Linked DNA regions of Mus musculus: region 2 is linked to region 1. The links are chromatin contacts, called in public promoter capture Hi-C maps. All regions are on one chromosome and are shown on one strand. The core of a region is the stretch at or near the end of the contact, and the rest is flanking DNA. Distances in the headings are between cores, read along the strand shown.

Region 1 (4,345 bases), core at 585-3,084:
ACTGCCCATAGACCAATCTGATGAGTTAATTCCTTAACAATTGAGGTTCCCTCTTCACAGGTTGCATCAAGTTGACAACCAAAAACAGTCGTCACAATAGATAACTCATATATCTAGGGCATATTTATTTATTTATCTGTTTATTGAGACAGGGTCTTTCCTACACGACTGGCCCAGAATTCACTATGTAGATCAGGCTGTCCTTGAACTCACAGAGATCCACCTGCTTCCACCCAGAGTGCTGGGATCAAAGACATGTACCATCACAACTGGTCTGCCATAAATTTATAAAGCCATAGGCCCAAATAACCAAACCAGAGACCATTAACCTCTCTGCTGGCCACTGGTGTAAAAACACCCACTAATTAGTACGCTCACTTGAAAAGAACAAGAGACTCCTGATTTGTCTACTGCTTGCTTTGTGGGCAGCAGCATTTCATCTAAGCCTGCTTATCACAGAAGCACAAATCTATGGTGGGAAAGGCCGATTCTCCATGCTTTCCCACAACCCAGATGAAACCTCCCTAGAGAAGTCCAATGCTTCACCTCATGTAACTAGTTTCCTTAAGCAGATCCAATATTTACTTTGCAGGGTTCACAAGAATATACATTCACAAAAATCCTTTCTTCATTTGTCTTGGGACAGCCCAGACCTGGCTCATTCATCTATCCAGCCAAGGCTAGACATCAAATTACTAGTGTATAGCTCCTTTAAAAAACAAACAAACCAACTTGCATAAGATCAAGAGAGAGCCACAGTAGGCAGCATGTTGGCCCTTCACTTGCTTTTCTTCCCGTTACTGACTCCTGACTTCTTTTATTTCCTCTGGAGCCTGAGCACAGCAGTTCCTTCTCTCTGCTGTATTTAGTTCCTCTCCAAGTTCACACGATAAGCAGTGGTAATTGCCAAGCAGAGAGAGAAAACCAACATAATCATAACTAAATGTTTCAATCTTTTGGATTGGAGATGACAAGGGAACTGGAGAATAATTGACCTGTCGAAGTTTGATGATTATTCACAAACTTTCACTCGTCACTTGTTTAGCCAGGTGTGCTGACACACAGAAGGGCAAGTTACTGGCAAATTTGGGATTACATAGTAATTTAGTTCTAGGGTATGGATTATACTTGATTGCAACATATTTTTAACAATTAAGTCATCAAACTTTTAGTTTTTAGTAACAATTTCAACCCACATGATGCTTTCACATTAAGTTTTGTTTAAAGGAGAAAGAAAATGAGGCAGAACTATAATGTGTCCAAGCCACAAAATTTCCTAAGATAGAGCCCTGAATCAAATCCATATCTAATCGCCAAAGTTACTGCCTTACAGTGTCCCTTCCTTTGCAATAAAGTCTGGAAACACTGTGGTACAGAGAAAGCCAAACCCCTTTGAATACCTCCTTTGCACTTCCTGCCTGGACACAAAGTATTTGCAGACTCCATCTCCTCTTCGGGTTCTCAAGTGTTTTTTCTTACGATGCTGGACGTACAAGGCAGGGTTAACATGGACCCGAACGTCCTTAACTGTAAATAGTAAAAGACACGCAATCACCAATCTATTGCCACTATTGCCTGACAGTCCCGGGATAAGCAAAGTGTCCCCGCTGGCGTCCCTTACCTTGGACTGGTCAGCCCTGTCCACGCCTACCTCACCGCCGTGGCCACTATGGTCCAGCCGGGCTTCCTCGAACACCCAAAGAAGCTGTACAGTAATGCTAATCTGTCTACCACTGGGTCTTGCTTTCTCGCCAAAGCTCCCTCACTCAGGATGCAGTTTAAGAATTCCCGCCGAGAGCAACTGAAGTAACAACGTAACCCACTGATCCCAGAGTGCTTTGTGCTTCCGCCGTACACGAACATGGTGGCGCCCAGCAGCTCCACACTAATCCCAGCATGCACCGCAAGGTACGTCCGGCCAGTCTGATGATCAGGAAGATGGCATGCTCTGGGGTGGAGCCACAGATCCTTGTACAGTACTTAGTATTACGAAAGGATCTATCTCAGGCTCCCTTTTCCTGGCCCACCGGCGCACTGGTAGCGCAGGCTTGTCACGCCGCCACAGCAGCCTTGCACCTTCATCGAGACCATCCGCACACGGCAGCTTATCTCCGGGAGCTGGGGCGCATGCGCAAGGTGGTTCTCGAGGTGAGGCGTGGGGAGTATCCGGAGGGACCCTAAACGGGGGTGGGGTGCCGAGGCCGGAAGTAGATCTGCTCTTGGGCCCAACCCTTAGCTTCCGGAAGTACGTGTGGCATGATTGTAGGAGGGATCACTAAGAGTTTGGGAATGGTCTGCGCTACGCAGTGAACCTTCCCTTTGGCAGAGCATGACTGTGAAGAACCGACGCAGACCCTGCTATCACAGCGTTCACCAGAAATTGGTTGTTCCAGTGTCCCTTAGATCCCTGGGAACGAAGCTGGGGAAAGCGTGGCGCTTATGCCTGTGCACCAATCTGCCTTTTAAAACTGGGCCTAGCCGGGCGAGGTGGCGCACGCCTTTAATCCCAGCACTTGGGAGGCAGAGGCAGGCAGATTTCTGAGTTCGAGGCCAGCCTGGGCTACAAAGTGAGTTCCAGAACAGCCAGGGCTATACAGAGAAACCCTGTCTCAAAAAAAAAAAAAAAAAAAAAAAAAAAAAGAAAGAAAAAGAAAAAAGCTGGGCCTAAAATTAGCACTGCCTTAATATTGTTAGTAAGAAATAGAGGCTGTTTATTTAAAAGGAGAAATGCTCAGTGAGTGGGGAAAAGGAGTATGTTTTTCAGAAGCTCTGAGTCTCAAGTCTCCTAACTGACATTTACATAGCACCTGCTTCTCTAGAGAAATCTTTATCCAGGAAAACACTGGCAAAGGGGTGAGAGTGGAGGAACAATGGCCAAAGGGACCAACGTGCCAACCTACATCTGTGTTCAACTTTCTGAGGGGTCCTTTCCCATCTTGGTGATTTACATACGCATTTGATTAACCCTTTTTTAAAGATCTACTTAAATTCTGTGTAGGTGTGTGTGTCTGTGGGACATATGCACATGGGTGCAGACGTGTAGGTGTGTGTGTCTGTGGGACGTATGCACATGGGTGCAGACGTGTAGGTGTGTGTGTCTGTGGGACGTATGCACATGGGAGGACAGAGTAGGATGTAGGCTCTTCTGCAGTTATAGGCAGTGAGAACATCCCACTGTGGGTTCTAGGAACTGAACTCTGGTCCTCTGGACACGGAGCATCTCCTCAGCTCCTGGACTAACTCTTAAGGGTTAGGACCATATGATATTCTTTACCAGAAAGCCTTCTCCTAGATCTCCTGGAATTTAAAAAAGTTGTATTTGTATCCAGGTCAAGATCCTGTTGGCCTTAGATCCTATTCTGCTGACCAAAAAGCATATAATAGGGTAGATGAAAAGGGTTGGTGAGATGGCTCATTGGGTAAAGGCATATGCCACCAAGTCTGACAACCCTAGTTCTATCCCTGGACTCACTTGATGGGAAGAAAAAAAAAACAAAAACAAATCTTACAAGTTATTCTCAGTGTGCATGCATAATATAATATTCTAGTTTGCTTTTTGTTGCTGAGAAAAATACCATGGCCAAAAAAAAATCAACTTGGGAAGGAAAGGATTTATTACACCTTACAGGTTACATCAATCATCTAGAGAAGCCAAAGCAGGAACTTAAGGCAGAAATCTTGAAGCAGAAACCACAGAGGAACACTGTTTACTGGCTCTCCTGACCTTCAACTATTTTACTTATACACTTAAGGCCAATTTGCCTAGGGATGGTACTGCCCACAGTGGACTGAGCCCTCTTATATCAAATAGTTGAGAGATGTGTCCTGCATCAACTTAGGCTTGGGCCTGAGGGGATGAGAGAGGGAGAAGGAAAGTATATGTAATTTTAGAAGTCTTCCCAGTGGTCAGCTGAGTCACAGATAGCTTAAGGGTGAAGGTGAGCTGCAGTAGGCGCCAGCCATAGGGAACTAGAAACTATATAGCAGAATTCAATACAAAAAAGAGAATTGCATTTTATTAACAGGGTATCGAGCCTCCTTCTCAGCCCCTTCCTAGCCACTTCTGTAAGATCCTAAAAAAAGGAAATAGCAAACCAATGGGCACAACTGTTGCTCTACAGTTCTTTGGTGGAGCCACAGCTCCAGTTACAGAGCCCGTCCCCACTCTTGTGACCTTCTGACACTTCCTAAATGGGTCATTCAGTCTGTGTTGTGTGTTCTGCAACTTGTAGGCTGCTGATGAGACCACCTTGAAGGAGCTGGCTGAGACCCTGCAGCAGAAGAACATTGACCACACGCTGTGGCTGGAGCAGCCGGAGAACATTGCCACATGCATAGCCCTGAG
Region 2 (4,505 bases), core at 892-3,391, 640 kb after region 1:
CAGTATCACCAACTAGTGTGAATGTCTGGAATGTGGAATTTCACAGTCCCTCAGCCATCCAGTGGAGTCAACAAACAGCCCCACATAGTCTACACGGCTTGCTACTATCCCGGTATGAAAACCAGCTCTGAACCCCATTTGCCACATTGCATTAAATAGCACTGTTTGCTGTAGCTCAGGCCACAAACCTTGGTCACCTTGGTTCCTCTTTTGCAGTCCCCCTGCCACAGCTATCAGGTGAGCCCCTAAGTGGCTCCTTTGCAGCCATCCCACTCTCCTGCAGTGGGCAGTGTTCTTTGACTATAAAGCAGACCATGGCTGTTCTCTGCTTAAAACCCACAACTTGCCTTTCTTGTCTAGCGAATGCCCAAGTCCTCAAGACAGCCTGCAGGAGCCCACTCCACGTCTATTCTGCCTCTCCTTTCAATAGCTTTTTTTTTTTTTGTTGTTGGTGGGAGTTTCTTATTGTTCAAACCCCTTGAGACCATTGCTTTTTTTTCTCTGGAAAGTATGTCTGTGTCTTTTAAGAGCTGACTGCTCACCATTCGGGTATGAGTTTAGAGGCATTCCTGACACCCCAGGTTGCCCAGCTGGCTGGTATACTCTCGATTACTTCCCACCCCTCCCCAGCGCTATGTAAGTAAGCCCTTTCACTCACTGTGGAGCCTCTAGTTCCCAAGCGGACAGTAGGTGCTCAATGTTTCTAAGCAGTGAATGGCTATGAGGATGCTGTAAAGTAATCTTCAACTAAGGCTAGGAATCATTTTATTTTTTTCATCCTTTGGGGGCAGAGTGGGGTGGGAGGGAGTGTGGACTTCGTCCATTTCAGTATCTTGTAGACACCACCACAGGCAGGCTGTGAGGAAGGGAAAGGTCTTCCTAGATAAGGCATATCACAAACTTCACACATTTCCTACCCTAGGAGAAAAACCACACTCAAGGCTGGATGTATTCTTCTTCTGACATCTGTGTGGACATCATTGCAACTGCCAGAAAAACTTTACAGGCAGAATCCAGTGTGAGCGGATTCCCATCCTTTAATGAGTCTCTTGTTTACCCTAAATGGGCCTGTGGAGGTTTGAGATAATAGAAAGGCCGTTACAACAAACTCCAGCTGAAACTGACATGAGACAGACTCACACACTGAGTGATGCTGGGTCTCCTTACCCCATCAGCCCCATAGAGTCCATGGAATCTACACTACACTACATGGAGCGAACAAACTGGCTGTGTGACCTGCGGAACTTGTTGCTTGATAAGCAAAATGAAGACATGCACCTCATAGCATTATTAACGTAGTCAAACACTGCTGCTTCATGGCAGTCTTAGGTTTCTTTTCCTTTTTCCATTAATATCACATATCACCTCAGTTCTCTAAATTCTGGGAGAGGTGAGGTCCCACCCCACCCCCAGTACCATCTTACCATCTGAGATCTGCAGCCACCGGGCCATGTCTCTTACTCATCCACTTTTCCTAACTGTTAAGGCGATAGCTCTAATTATATTTCCCAGAACATCAAGAAATCTTCCTGCCTTAGCCTCCCCAGTCAGGTACTGAGACTACAGGCACACCTAGGCACGGGGTCTCCCAACTGAGGGCCACTTTTTGCCACGAAGAGAACGCAGAGGGTCTAAGGACCTTGGGTTCCCATCTCCCCTCTACCCAAATCTCTCAAGCCCCTGCCTGGGCATCCGGAGAATCCTCTAAGGAGAACTTGGTACCTGGCGAGCACCACAATTTCGGAGGGAGGCTAAGTCAACCGGAGCTACCAGGAGTTTGGGGAAAGGAGGCAGCTCCCTTCGCTGGGCTAAGAAGCCTCCAGGAGGATCTGCAGTCAGGACACTGGAGATCTGGTCCTTCCAGCCTGCCTACTTGAATAAAGCTGTGTTACTTCACACTAGGACTTGGGATGCCTTCCTATTTTCTCTGGGGTGTCCCAGTGGCGCCAAACCACACACTACCCAACAACTGGACAAAGTGCTGTGGTAGGTTCTTCCCTGCTCTTGGGAGCGCTGAGTAGCCCGGCTTCCCTCTTCCCACCCTGACGCTCACCGAGCCTGGCTCCTGGGTGTGAGGCTCTGCGACAGGAGCGGGGGTGGGTCCATGGGGCACCGACATCCCGTGGCTGTTAAGCTCCGACTGCTGCCGCAGCGCAGTCACTATCGGGAGGGTGGATCTGGCCAAGTGGGCGTGGTCCCATTGTGCAGGCAGCCCGCCCTCCGGGAGCTCTAGTAGCCGCGTGCCACCTGAGGCAGCAGTGTGGGGATACCCAGGACCTCGAAGCTTCGGGTCCTCCTCTCCAAGGAGGAACTCCAATCTCCATACACCTGGGAAAAAGCGGTCAAGTCCTCAGGGACGATCTTGTTTGTTTCTTGGCAGACATGTTGTAGACAGAAACCCTCAGCTAACCCCGCCTTGGGTGAAAGCCAGCAAATAAACCTATTTAAATAAAGCACTTCACTTGTCCAGATTAAAACTGTGGCTGAGTGGACTCAGCCCGAACTACACATTTCCCAGGCTTTTCCTATAGGGGACTTGCAACTACAGCTGTGCCACCAAGTCCTGGAGGGTGAATGAAGTGTGGTGGGTGTGATAGCTCACCCAGGACATACTTTCAAAAGGCAAAAGACCACACTGTATAAACACCTAACAAGAAAATAGTGTGACTATCCTTCCTTGTATTATCAGACTACTGAAACAATGGGTCCCAGAAATTAGTCGACCCCTACCCCCAAGGGGGGAAAAAAACCCAAAACCCAAAAAATTCCTCCTAGGAGTAAAGGGGCTGGGCAGCCAACTTTTTTTTTTTTTTTTTCCAAGACAGGGTTTCTCTGTGTAGCCTTGGCTGTCCTGGAACTCACTTTGTAGACCAGGCTGGCCTCGAACTCAGAAATCCCCCTGCCCCTGCCTCCTAAGTGCTAGGATTAAAGGCGTGCGTCACCACGCCCGGCTAGGGCCAGCCAACTTAAGAGAAAGATTTCCAATGTGTCAACTTTGATGTGCTGCGGCGTTACATTCTCTTGGAGATGGACTTCGGAGGCCACTGGATCTTTGGATTCCTCTCCTCGGTGTGCTTGGTATGGTCTGCTCACCCCACCCCACCCCCAAAATAGCTTTAGCCATTTTGTTTCATACCTGTCAATCACCAACACAGAGAAGTGACTTGGCTCAAGGCCATGCTAACCACATACCCTGTTTTGTGTTTTGTTCTGTATATTTTGAATGTTCTATATGAGGTTTGCTGATCTTAAGAGATTAAAAAATAAAAAGGAAAGAGAGAAAAGAAAAAGAAATTCCACAAAGCATTACATGGCCATCAAAGTTCAATATTAACTGTTATATCTGAAATAGCTAGAGTCAGAGCTGACCATGAGGCAGCCCTTCCTGCACCTCCCTATGAGCTCATACATACATATGTGAGCACTGCATGTACGTATGTGGTTTTTGTTGCTGCTACTAATAAACCAAAAGTTATAATTCTTGTGCTGCTATCCCAAAGCTCTGCAATTCTCCTGCACCCATCCACTAACCCCTTTACCTAACCCAGGACCAATCAGCCTAAAGGTTAGCTGATAACACTTTGCTTAGTGAGCCAACTGCTCCCCTCCCTGCTCTTTAAACCTTTGAACCTGGTTTTTCCTGTAAAAAGTCTACTCTGAGAGATTAGTACCGCAATTAGGCTCCCGCAGTCCTGTCGGCGGTCCTGGACGTCCAGCATTAAGGTGTGCGTTCAGTAAACTAATCTTGCTTAACTGAGATCACTTTGTATGGTGTACGTGGAGATTCCTGAACCCCAACAGTGCCCACACTGAATACATCTCCCTTCTTGCCTTTCACTATTCATTTGACTCTTTGAATTGGTGCGTGGAGGGTGGATGACTCAAACCCGGTTTGCTGGGAAACAGGCTGTGACCATAAGTCTGGCAACAAGAGGTTAATGCACATATTAGTTAGACAACTGTTCCTTAGGACACAGCACAACTGCACTGCAGTGAAATGAAAAACTCTGTGCTGCAAATAATTACAACATATGTATATAAGGTAAACATGTCCTCCCAAGTGTAGAACAAATTATAAAGCACTTGTATTGGGATATACAAATAACCAAAAAAAAATCTCATTTTAAAGACATATAGATGAACCATAAGCACATAATAAGGACATGATCGATCGTATTGGGTGTAGCAGTGCTGCCTTTCTTAGAGGCAGGGCTTCTCAGCGTAGCCCTGGCTGTCCTGGAGCTCCGTCTGTAGACCAGGCTGCCCTTCAACTACAGAGAACCATTACCTCCAAGCTCCGGGATTAAAGGCATACATACACTGCTACTGCCCAGCCAGATGGAGTTTCTTTTCAAGGAGATGCAAATTTTCAAACTCTATCATGGTGGGATAATATAGCTGAGTACATTAAAAAAAAACACTGATTCTACTTTTTTTTTTTTTTTTTTGGTGCCTGGCAGTAGAGCTATCTAGATCCCAAGTCAATTCATACTGAGGTTATCTTT

The links. Promoter capture Hi-C pulls out the DNA fragments that hold promoters and counts their contacts.
Region 2: a contact with region 1 is called in a promoter capture Hi-C map of liver, with 5 times the contacts expected there. The contact joins the promoter of Mfsd2b here to the promoter of Cenpo in region 1. A contact is called at or near these places in 3 of 39 promoter capture datasets (hippocampal neurons and liver), 2 of 115 datasets of contacts at active chromatin or transcription factors (acute myeloid leukemia and bone marrow-derived macrophages) and 1 of 9 other capture datasets (liver).

Annotation. Positions count from the first base shown.
Region 1 is chr12:4,232,131-4,236,475 of GRCm38.p6, forward strand. Cenpo (centromere protein O) reads right to left here and starts at 1,835. Exons shown (of 7, transcript NM_134046.6): 1 at 1,622-1,835; 2 at 1,401-1,527. The coding sequence starts at 1,446. It overlaps Ptrhd1 (peptidyl-tRNA hydrolase domain containing 1), which reads left to right and starts at 1,883. Exons shown (of 2, transcript NM_001204912.2): 1 at 1,883-2,148; 2 at 4,233-4,345. The coding sequence starts at 1,897.
Region 2 is chr12:4,872,218-4,876,722 of GRCm38.p6, forward strand. It overlaps Mfsd2b (major facilitator superfamily domain containing 2B), which reads right to left and starts at 2,142. Exons shown (of 14, transcript NM_001033488.2): 1 at 2,054-2,142. The coding sequence starts at 2,119.